Linked DNA regions of Sus scrofa: region 1 is linked to region 2. Evidence: chromatin contacts called from public promoter capture Hi-C data. All regions are on one chromosome and are shown on one strand. The core of a region is the stretch at or near the end of the contact, and the rest is flanking DNA. Distances in the headings are between cores, read along the strand shown.

Region 1 (2,817 bases), core at 141-2,640, 140 kb after region 2:
AGTCATAGGTAATGTGTTGTTCATTCTGTGGTACTTGGATGGCCATAGGTTGGCTCGGCATGACCCCGGTAGCCCCCAGCATCCATATCATGGCACTTTCTAGGTTCATCATTGAAACTGAGTTCCCATGTGACTAACTTGTTGTCTCTGAGGCCCCCACGATCCCCCACATTCCCCAGCAGCCATGGTGGCAACGTGTGTGTCCCTTTGGTACCTGGGCACCCACGAGACCATCTCTAAGCCGGTCCAAGTTGGTGTGGCCGTGGCTGAAATTGCGCAGATTAACATCCTGTAGCCGGTTGTGGTAAAACTGCCTCACGACCAGGGGCATGTCGTTGTGGCTGGAGGGAGGTCAAGGCAAATGGTTGGGCTCCTTTGCCTTTAGTATCAGGCAGAACACGTTCGTTGCCTGGCCTGGGCTGTCCCAGGCTCCCCCATCTCTGACTCTCACACAGCTGGTCACACTAAGACCAACTGATGCTTGGGCAAGGGGTTCCCACCAGGGGCGGGGGTGACAGAGGAGGGAAAGGGCACCCATGGATGATGGGAGAGGACATCCAGGGGTGGTGTGAGGGAGCCTCCTCAGTAGCTCTGCCTGCTCTGGGTGTCCTTCCCCGCTCAGGGAACGGCCAGGGCCCCACCAGCCACCGCATCGCCCTACGCACCCGTCCACGAGCGGGAAGTCCCGCATCAGGGCCCGCGCACGCTCTGGCAGACTTGGGGCCCTGGGGGTTCCCGGCGCGGTGGGGGCGCTCGGGGCGCCCGGCGCCGTCTGGGCGCGGGTTACTGGCCGCAGCAGCAGCCACAGCAGGAGCAGCAGATGCAGCAGAGGCCGCTGGCGGAGCTCGCGGGGACCTTGGAGGCCCCTGGGCCGCATGCTGCGCGGGGCCGGGCAAGCGGGCAAGGGCGGGTCTCCAGAGCCTGGGAAGGACGGACGATGGGGTTCCGCCGATCCCCACAGGCTACCCAGGGGCGCAGCCTCGAGCGGAAGGAGAGCGCACCTTGTCCCAAGACCTCCCTCCCGCACCCACGTCCAGGCGCGAGGAGAGCCGCAATCCCTCAAGCACGTCCGCCAGGGGGCGGCACCGCCCTCCTGCCCCCTGTTGAGAAGGGGCCAAGCTGGCCTCCGAGAGCCCATTCGCGTCCCTTCGCAGGTTCCCTCTGCCACTGCTCCTCTTCCCACCCCGCACCGCGCCAGGGACCCGCCCCAGGTTGCTCTCCCCCTACCTCTAACCTTGCTCTCCAAGAGAGAGAGTCTGGGGTGCTTCTCTCAGAGAGTGGCCTTCAGCCCCAGGCCTTCCCAGAGCACATCTTGTCCCCATCTGCCGGCAGCCTGCCCCGCCCACCCGGAGGGCTGCGTGCGAGTGTCTCTATGGCCACAGTGCTGTGGTCTCCAGGATTCCTGGTGCTGGGCAACGTGGGGTGGGTGTGGGGGAGGAGATAGTTTCTGGAAATCCAGAGTTAACCTTGTGGATGCTGGATTCAGGAAGGGGCCCTCTGCCCCCACCTTTCTCCCTCTACTTGACTCTCCTGCCTGCACGACAATCCCGTGGGGACTTCAGTCAGTAATGGAACTGTCAGGGGCTCCCCTCCCCCATCTTCCGCAGTCAGCCTCAGGAAGGAGCTCCCTCAGGAGTTGCTACACCTCCCCAGGGCCTGAATCGAGAGACTTTTGTGATGTGATCTGAGCAACCATCTGGGGAGAGTCAAGGACGCTTTTACTCAACAAAGCAGGAATCCAGACAGTTGGTTATTTGAGGGGAAGGAAATGCAGTCATTTCCATGGCATCAGAGCCTCCATTCCAGCACCCTTTCTCCCACAGCTGCTGGCTGACCTGTTGGCCAGGATCCCTCCTACCTCAGTGTGGAAGGCAGGGGCTTCCTGAGGAAGTATAAGTCCCGAGGAAAGACCTGGGAGGTGGGATCTGCAGCCAAACTGGCCTTTTCTCGTGCTCCTTGTGGCTCTAGCTCTCCCAGAAACCTCAAGGGCCAAGTTCCTATCCTTGCTCAGAGGTCCCACCCCATTCCCCACTTTCAGCCTCAGGCCTTCGCCCTAGCTGCCTCCTCTAGGAACAGCTCCCTCACTCCACCCCCAGGCACACATGTACACCGAGGATGTGCCTTCCCAAAGAAGCTCCACCACTGAGATGCTTCAGGGACTGTACCCAGACTCCTTTATCTTCAGCCTCAAGGTTCTACTCTAGTCCTTGGCACCCCCTAGAACTCTTCCACCTTTGGAACCTTTTTCAGGTGGCAGGAATGAGCAGTGCAGTGGTAGTGACCTCAGTCTGAGCCCTGGAGACCCTAGAAATTGCCCTAAAAAGGAAATGAGTAAAACTCTTCCAGGGGGACTAGAGGTCCTGAGCTCCCCAGGAGTGGAAGGGTCCCAGCTTGTGTGTAGCTGAGGGATCCTGCATTTGGTGTGGCCCAGTGCCTGCAGGCCAGGAGGAAGGGCAAACTAGCAGCGCTGTGGTGGAGGTGAGTCTGTGTCCTGCTCACTGCAGCTGGAGGATTCTCTTGGCAGCCCCACTGCAGAGCGTGCGTCCTTTCCAGCTCTGCTTCAGAGAACAGCAGGGTGTATTGGTGCCCCGGCTGTCTTGGACACCTAACTCGGACCTTGATCCCTTCCCTCCCCAGCTGCCCCCTTGCTGGTCAGCAGCCCCCATAGTCACTCTTGCAGCTGGGGGGAGAGAGAGGAGAAACTCTTGGATATGCTGCTTCCAGACCAAAAATGTAATTTTAGGGGATAAACAGTTTGTCTGTTCCACTCTAGAGAGCCCCCCGGGAAGTGCGTGGTGAACGTGACAACCACTACAC
Region 2 (2,700 bases), core at 72-2,571:
ACAGACAAAAGGAACAATTGGAAGAGTATTCATTCTAGACACTAAAATAACAATCCAAAGACATTTAAGTATTTGTAAACCTTTTAAGTACTTGTCAGGGTCTGAGAGCAACCTCCATGTGGGTCATTCCAGCCCTAGTCTCTCCAGTCCAATTCCCTCTCAGATTTCAGAACCACATATATGTTCCTAGGGCACAACTCCCACCTTATCACTCATAGGTGAAGGAATGGCTTCCCGTTGTCTATAAAGGAACTGTATTGCCCGAGGAAGCTCGCAGATGCCTGTCTTCTACACCCTTTGCTCACCCACTGACACTCCTACCAAGTCAAACCAAATTCCTTGCTCCCTAGCAAAGCATCTTTCCAGTTTCTGCCTTCCGACTTCTGCCCAGGCTATGCTCTCCAGCTCCTTTCCCATCTTCCAGGTGGGAACTGCCTGAGAGGCAGTTCTGGGCAGATGCCTGGGCACACGCTGGAAAACTGGCCTGGAAAACAGAGCAGAAGTCCAGATTCTGAGCGCTGTTCTTTGCCTCCAGAAGCGGGCCTCCAAAGAGCTCTGAGGTCCCGAGCGGTGGAGTCTCAGGGGTAGGGACACAAACAGCTAACCCGAGCCCAGCTAGGGGAAAGGAGCCTGTTCTCAGAGCCCTGGGCTCTGCTCCTTTCCGAAACTGTTTCCCTCTCCAAACAGGGTCAGCGCTGGACCCCACCGCCTCTATATACCCAATCCGAGCACTTCGGGGTCGCCGCGGGGTGCGCGGATCCGCTGTATCCAGCACGCGCCGTAGCAGCGTGCGCGTCGTAGGCTCGCTGTCCGGGCTGTGGCTGTCCGCCATCGCCTCAGCTGTCCGTACTCTCAACCGCTCCCGCAGCAGGGACAGCCGCCTTCCCGCCGCCGCATTTAAGCCAACGCTCGCGAGGCTGCTTTTTCAGGTCAACTCTCGCGACGCTGCCGCACAGCCCGACGGGAATTGAAGTTACAGACGTGCTGCCCGCTTCATGTTCAGCGAATATAGTGGTGGTTGCAAACTGGTTTTGCAGGCATTCTTACCTTGAGCCTGGGCAAACATACGCAAGTCTTGCTTTTCTTACATGTAAACTGAGGATGATAACCACCTAATAAAGGGTTAGTGGTGGTGTAATGATTCAATGAGATAATGTTTAACTCATGATCTGACACATAGTAATCCAGGCCATCAATGAATAGCAGTCATTGGAGTTCTTCTGTGGCCCACCGGGTTAAGGATCCAGGTTTGTCTGTGCAGCAGTTTGTATCGCTACTGTGGCATGGGTTCAATTTCTGGCCCAGCAACTTAGGAAGACTTAGGCATGCAGCAGGAGTGACCAAAAAAAAAAATAATAATAAAATAAATAAAATAAACAAACAAACAGCAGTCACTATTGTTAGACCATCTTCTTCACCAAAGATGAGGTGAGACAAATTTGGGTGAAGAAAAAGTAACTGTTGAAGTTCCCGTCGTGGCTCAGTGATTAATGAATCTGACTAGGAACCATGAGTTTTCAGGTTCAATCCCTGGCCTGGCTCAGTGGGTTAAGGATCCTGCGTTGCTGTGAACTGTGGTGTAGGTCACAGACATGGCTCGGATCCTGCGTTGCTGTGGCTCTGGCAAAGGCCGGTGGCTACAGCTCCGATTGGACCCCTAGCCTGGGAACCTCCATATGCCACAGGCATGGCCCTAGAAAAAAAATAAAATAAAAAAATAACTGTTGAAGTTCCTTGGTGGTGCTATGGGTTAAGGATCTGGGTTTGTCACTGTTGAGGCGTGGATTGGATCCCTGGACCTGAAACTTCTGAAGGCGTCTGGGCACAGCCAAAGAGAAATGACAACAGCAGCAAAAAATATTCTGTATGTGACCTGGTCAGATTTGCATTTGCAAAGACCAATGTGTCTGTAACATCCATACCTATCACAAGAGAGCATTTTGCAGGCTTGGCGACTAGTGGGCTGTTTGTGATCCAGGAGAGATGTTATCTTCAGATATATGCAGTTATGAGAAGAATTCCAGCTCTCAAAAAATCTGTCAGTGCTGGAGATTCCATTACCATATTTTCACCAATTGAGAGCCCCCTCCTCCACTTTCTTAAATTTTCATCAGGGAGGTTTGTTTTGTTTGTTTTTTTTAAGGGCCACACCCACTGCATATGAAAGTTACCAGGGTAGGAGTCAAATTGGAGCTACAGCTGCTGGCCTACCCCACAGCCATAACAATGTGGGATCGGTGCCAAGTCTGTGATCCACACCACAGTTCACACGGCAATGCCGGATCCTTAACCCACTGAACAAGGCCAGGGATTGAACCCCTGTCCACATGGATACAGTCTGGTTTGTTACCACTGAGCCACGAAGGGAGCTCCCGGCATTGTTAGTGCAACAGCTTGGGTGGCTGCTCTGGCAAAGATTCGATCCCTGGCCTGGGAACTTACACATGCTTACAGGTGTGACAAAAAAAAAAAAAAAAAAAAAAAAAAAAAAAAAAATCATGGGAACTGAATTAGAACTTGAATTCTTTTTTTTTTTTTTTTTTTTTTTTTTTTGTCTTTTTGCTATTTCTTTGGGCCGCTCCCGCGGCATATGGAGGTTCCCAGGCTAGGGATCGAATCGGAGCTGTAGCCGCCAGCCTACGCCAGAGCCACAGCAACATGGGATCCAAGCCGAGTCTGCAACCTACACCACAGCTCACG

The links. Promoter capture Hi-C pulls out the DNA fragments that hold promoters and counts their contacts.
Region 1: a contact with region 2 is called in a promoter capture Hi-C map of fetal liver, with 2.3 times the contacts expected there. The contact joins the promoter of LOC100621778 here to the promoter of CENPT in region 2. A contact is called at or near these places in 1 of 5 promoter capture datasets (fetal liver) and 1 of 2 datasets of contacts at active chromatin or transcription factors (alveolar macrophages).

The regions. Positions count from the first base shown.
Region 1 is chr6:28,597,680-28,600,496 of Sscrofa11.1, forward strand. LOC100621778 (dipeptidase 2) reads right to left here and starts at 1,391. Exons shown (of 11, transcript XM_003355779.5): 1 at 1,235-1,391; 2 at 666-921; 3 at 215-341. The coding sequence starts at 1,322. It overlaps LOC106507567 (a long non-coding RNA gene), which reads left to right and starts at 2,521. Exons shown (of 3, transcript XR_002344578.1): 1 at 2,521-2,817.
Region 2 is chr6:28,455,299-28,457,998 of Sscrofa11.1, forward strand. CENPT (centromere protein T) reads right to left here and starts at 1,322. Exons shown (of 11, transcript XR_002344575.1): 1 at 720-1,322.